2 separate regions of the Triticum aestivum genome follow, and region 1 is linked to region 2. Evidence: chromatin contacts called from public Hi-C data. All regions are on one chromosome and are shown on one strand. The core of a region is the stretch at or near the end of the contact, and the rest is flanking DNA. Distances in the headings are between cores, read along the strand shown.

The links. A called contact is a pair of places that touch in the nucleus more often than the background predicts.
Region 1: a Hi-C map of leaf shows a contact between it and region 2, with 2.6 times the contacts expected there. The contact joins the enhancer-like site here to the promoter of LOC123169178 in region 2. A contact is called at or near these places in 4 of 5 Hi-C or Micro-C datasets (leaf, root and an unstated tissue) and 1 of 1 datasets of contacts at active chromatin or transcription factors (leaf).

The regions. Positions count from the first base shown.
Region 1 is chr7D:48,424,632-48,427,331 of IWGSC CS RefSeq v2.1, forward strand. No RefSeq gene overlaps it. Among protein-coding and RNA genes, the nearest start is that of LOC123170489, 22 kb to the right of the region's middle. Within about 2 kb of position 1,385, at least 6 of the 8 cell types and tissues checked have an H3K27ac peak or open chromatin away from gene starts, as enhancers often do. A contact at or near this core is called in leaf, where this site is marked.
Region 2 is chr7D:48,384,738-48,387,437 of IWGSC CS RefSeq v2.1, forward strand. It overlaps LOC123169178 (U-box domain-containing protein 35), which reads right to left and starts at 1,368. Exons shown (of 9, transcript XM_044587027.1): 1 at 1,100-1,368; 2 at 621-887; 3 at 26-147. The coding sequence starts at 828. LOC123169182 (a long non-coding RNA gene) reads left to right here. Exons shown (of 3, transcript XR_006484673.1): 1 at 1-220; 2 at 296-345; 3 at 568-707.

The sequences.
Region 1 (2,700 bases), core at 135-2,634, 40 kb after region 2:
ATACACCAATTGTAATGATGCACAATATGTATTTTAAAGAAGGTATTTGATTGGAAAAATATTGTTGGAAACAATAAATTTGACTCGAACACAATATGTGATGGTTGCTATGGGAAGCCGAGCCCTCTGGTCATTAGGGATGCAAATTTGGAACCTTGAGGTTACCCTTCAACCCTCCATAATTCAACTAAATGAACTAACTTTCAGAATTTATATTAATTATTTTTGAAATTTTAGTTCATTTAATTGAACTAAGGAGGGTCGGAGGGTACCCTAAAGGTTGGGAATTTGCATGCCTACTGGTCATCAATCTGCCTTGCAGCCCGGAGCTGTTCGACATAGTGATTTTCAGGGTTGGTCGGTCAGTGTACTCACCTGATTTAGCAACATTGTTTTGTAGTTCAGAATCTACCGTGGCATGTGGCTGTAATGCCTTTTGCATTTCCTAATTAGGAATTGTTGATAATGTTGTTTTTCATGCTTTTTGCCTTTTTTTTGCTTGTTCGTCTTTGTTCTAGTCTGAGTGAAAAATGTTGTATTTCTCTATACTAACGTGAAGAAACTGTAGAGTATCATTCGTCGGCTCGAATTTTGCTGGCTTAGTATAAGTGATGTCATATTTTTAGAGTTGTGGACATACCTGAAGAAAGTTGTGGATCATCTAAAACTGGTGCTATTATAAGAAAGTTCATTTATTTTAGAAAATATTCATGACTTCAAAAAAAGTCTCAAAATTCAAAGAAAATCATGATTTTAAAAATATCCATAAATTTAGAAAATAATCGCAAATCTTGAAAATGTTCATCGATTTTAAAAAGGTATTAACATTTTAGAAAAAATCACAATTTATAAAATACTCATGATCATTTTACAAAAATAAGAGACTTAAAAATTCTCATGAATTTTAAAATTTAAAATAAAAGTAGAAAATAAAAAATTCTAAACAAAAGCGGGCCGGCATGAAAGTTCAAAACGAAAACGGGGGATGCACCGGCCCAGTCTAGGCATGGCCCTGTCGCGTTCACCCGAAACAACGTCCGCTCAGCCCTACCCAGTCGACCCGCATAGCTTTCACGCAGGACCCGACCACAAGCATCTAACCTGGAGACCCCTAAAAAAAGCATCTAGCATGGATTGCAAGTTTGCAACTGCTAAAATCTACCCTGGATTGCCTAAAAAAAACATCTAGCCTAGAATAGTGTCTCAAAAAAAAAAACGCAGGACCCGACCACACACACACAAATAATACTGCACGTAGCAGGATGGATATACTACGGATTATGGAAGATGCAGTTCATGAGCGTCGTCGTCACCGTGGGCCGTTGTCGTCTTCGCCGTCGTCCTGGTGCTGGTGGTGTTGTCCTATACTATTCGGAAGAAAGGTCCCGATTCGCCCTGTGTTCACATGGCATCCTTCCTTCCTCGCAAGTTGCGACTTGGATAGATATACATGATTTAATGCGCGTCGTGTTTTTCCCGGAACGTCGTCCACTCCCTCTGGTGGCTAAATTTCATGTTTTGACCCTTTTACGATAGTTTAGCCGGATTTGACCCTGGTCCGAATTTTTTTAGAATCTGATCCTTTTTCTATCGCCATCGTGTCTGATGGTAGGATATAACTACCTACCGCCATGAGCCTTGACGGTAGGACTTAACTGCGCCATCACGTTCATTTAAGGTGGAAATAACCTACCCAGAGTTTTTGGTAGTAGGTTGTGCAACCCTACCGTCAAAGAGTCTGGCGGTAGGCATCGCATCGTAATAGCCTATTGCGCTGGTCATGCATGTCACTAGTGGGACTAGCATGTGGCAGAAAAGTGCACGCCAAATTAACTAGTACTCCTAGTAGGCTCACTGTTACATGCATGTAGCAAGGACTAGCGTGTGGCAGAAAAGTGGGAGTAGTATGTAGGCTATTACTAGGCTCCAAGTTAAGTGTGAGCACGGGCTAGTAGTAGCTCCTAGTAGAGAGATGCATTGATGCATGCGCGTATGTTGCGGAGATAAAAGACAAGCGAGCTCACTGTTACCTGCATGCATGCCTGCTCCTGATGGATGGCCCAAAGTTTAAACGAGTGACTGCAGGATTTATGCATGTGCACGTGCAGAGCCTACTGTCGTGCTCTTTGGCGGTAGGTTTGCACAGCCTACCGCCAAAGACTCTGACGGTAGGGTATTTTTAATGTTAAACAGATGTGACGGCGCAATTAAGTCTTATCGCCGGGACCTCAGCGGTAGGCTGTTATACCTTACCGCTGTCAATTCCGACGTTAGGAAAAGGGTCAGATCTTAAAAAAAAAATCGAACCAGGGTCAGATCCGGCTAAACTTTCACAAAATGGTCAAAACACAAAATTTTGCCCCCTCTGGTCAAGACTCGGGACGGATCATTGTTTCTACCGGGGCAGGTTTGTCTGCCTCATGTTGGGCAGTGCCAACGTTGCCCGGGATCGTACGCGAGAACGTATGCGTGTGCGCACGCGTATATTACCTTGACAGTTGATGAATAGATCGGAAGTTATTCTCGTAAAAAAAAAGAACGTCAGTTTTTAGTCATGATAAATCAAACGTTTCTTCATGCCAAGTTGTATTCATCGAGGATGACAAATTTGGTTGGCGGGCATGACAAATCCGTCTCAGTTCATTTTTGCCAAAAAAAATGTCATACCCGCAGACTAAAATTGTCATTTTTGCACCAATA
Region 2 (2,700 bases), core at 118-2,617:
ATAATTGTTGCGCAAGCTGGTTAACCTGTCTCTGAGCACACATCTTCTTGTAAGGGAGCAACATGTTCCTCGCTTGCCATTCCAGCTCTTCCCTGTACGCCGATGCCACATCGTCGCGCACTTGCGAGACCGGGATGTAATTGCCCACTGTCATCAGAGGATGAAGAATAGCAGGTCAGATCAGTGTTCTGAATAATTGGCAACGACTAAAGAACAGCAGGTATACCCTTAAATCACAAATTGCCCACACTTGGTACAAGAAAAGCTCATATTCATCAGCCTAACGATAATGCAGTACGCCCAAGGACAAAACTCTGCACTCTGCAGTTGGTGCTCTGGTAGTAGGTATGACCTTGTGACACTGTAACCATAAAATTTGTTCGTAGATGCTGCTACTGTCAAGATCAATTATTGAGAAATATGAAGCTAGCAAAACCAAAACCAAAACCAAAACTAACCCATCCCATTGGCATAGAAATGGCAGTCTGAACTTATATTTTTTAAACTAGCAGTCATAGTAGCAAAAGGTTCGTGGTCTGTTAAAACTGATTTTTTTTTCTTGTTCAGACATCAAGAACAGTAAATTCAGACAGTAGGCAGAGATGAGAGAGAAGACAGACTTGGAGTGGGCACCATGGTGATGGGCGGGCGGACATGGAGGATCCGGAAGAGGACCCTCCCGCCGGGCACGAACTTGTCGAGGGCCCACTTGAGGGCGTGCCTGCTGCTCCTGCTCCCGCTCACCGCGATGGCCACCGTGCTCACGCCGGCCGCCTCCATCTCCGGCGCCGTCTCGCCGGAGTCCTCCTCCTGGATCTCCATCGACATCCGCCCTCCCCTCTGTATCTGTTTCTTCCCCCCTCCTAATGAATCAATCAATCACTGCCCTGCGCAGCCCCAATAACAATTATCAGAAACATTCAGCTCCTCTGGTTCCTGAGGAATCTCAGAGACACGAGGAAAATCACATGACAAGGACATGAACTGCAGCGGCGACAAGACAAGAAAGGAGTCAAGAACTTGGCGCTGGACTGAACTTGGTGTTCCGGGGGGAGAGGCGGGAGGGAGATTCGCTGATGGATCGACCGCGCGTGCGTACCTTGGAGAAGCCATGGATGGGAGGGTGAGGTTGATGATCCGAGGAACCGGGCGAGGAGGAGGGAGGAGGAGGAGTCAGCAGGAGACGCGGACGTGGAGTGAGGACTGAGCTCAGCTGAGAGGGGAGCCGCGATGGACGGAAGGGGCGGGCAGAGGCGTCTCCGGTTAAGTTTGTTGGAACGAAGTAAATTATTGCAACGGGCAAGGTTGGGAGGGTGTGTGTACACGTAGTACGAGATAAATGAATAGCTGATATTGCTATGCTTACCCGCAGATTCACACACGCCTCTGTAATAACCACTCAACCAATGCTAACTCTTTTCCCTCAAAAAAAAAAAAAACAATGCTAGCTCTTGGTTTCCCTCCATGGAATGCATCTCAGATTCATCAGTTAAACGCCAAATGCAAAATATCAAATGATAACGATGCAGAACTATTCGCTAACCGCCCAATTTTTAGAAGACTAGTATTTTTTAGAGAATCAAATACTCCCTCTGATCCATACTAATTTGTACAAAATCGTAACAATTAATATGGATCAGAGGGAGTACATGTGAACAACAACACACATGTGAAACAGGACAATCCCGTCTGGTTCATCTTTTTTTTTTCTTTTACACATTTTGCGACTTGTCTATTTGCTTTCGGCTTACTACGCAAAAAAGAAGAAAAGGTTTGTAATATCGCCGTGCCTTGCAGAAGTGTCATCATTGTGCAAAGTGTGTTGTTGTTTTGTTTTGTTGCATTCGACGCGTTAGTAAGATTGACATGGTTTAATTAGCCTCATTTATATTTTTGGAAAAAGTACTTCATTTTGCCTTGGAATAAATTTTATAAAACATGCCGTAGTGCAGTTCGAACGCGCTACATGATTTTTCATGATTTTCAGAAAACCGTAAATTAGACTTTCATGATTTTTCTTGGGACATGCGCAAACATACCTCATCAAACGCGCAGATGCATGATGTGCATCCACTACATCGAACCTTGTTCCTTCCTGTGAAAGCACTCTCCCCCTCCCCCTCGCCCCTAAGGGCGCGTTTGGTTCCCTGATTCCCCTCGGGATCCCGGCCTTATCCCTAGGGGGAGAAAGCACCGGCCAATCGGACCTCGGATTATTCGGTAGTCAGTTTGGAAGTGCATCGGACGGGGATATCTTGGCCCAATCCATGACATATCCACGGGGGGAGAATCCAGGGCTACGGACATCGGGGACGAAACCCCATCTCTCTCATGCGAACACAAACTTCCTTCATCTCGCGGATCCCCTCGCCTCCTCCAATGCCTTCGTACCGTGAGCATTGATGTCCTGCAAGCGAGGAGCTTCATACTCACGATCTCCTTCCTCCACGTAATCTATCTGATTTGATTCCCCATGACGGCCAAATGGCACCAGAGATATCTCCCTATTGTGAGAGGGGATCCCATGAGCACAGAAAAAATCTCTCCTGGGGGTTTGCTACCCTGGGTTTTCTCTCATCAGCAACCAAATGAGCCCTAAATGTTAAAATAATTCTACATGCACGTCAATCCGCCGATAACAAATAATCGCACAAGAAGATTGAGGACAAGCAGTCACATGAGCACGACACTAAAATTTAT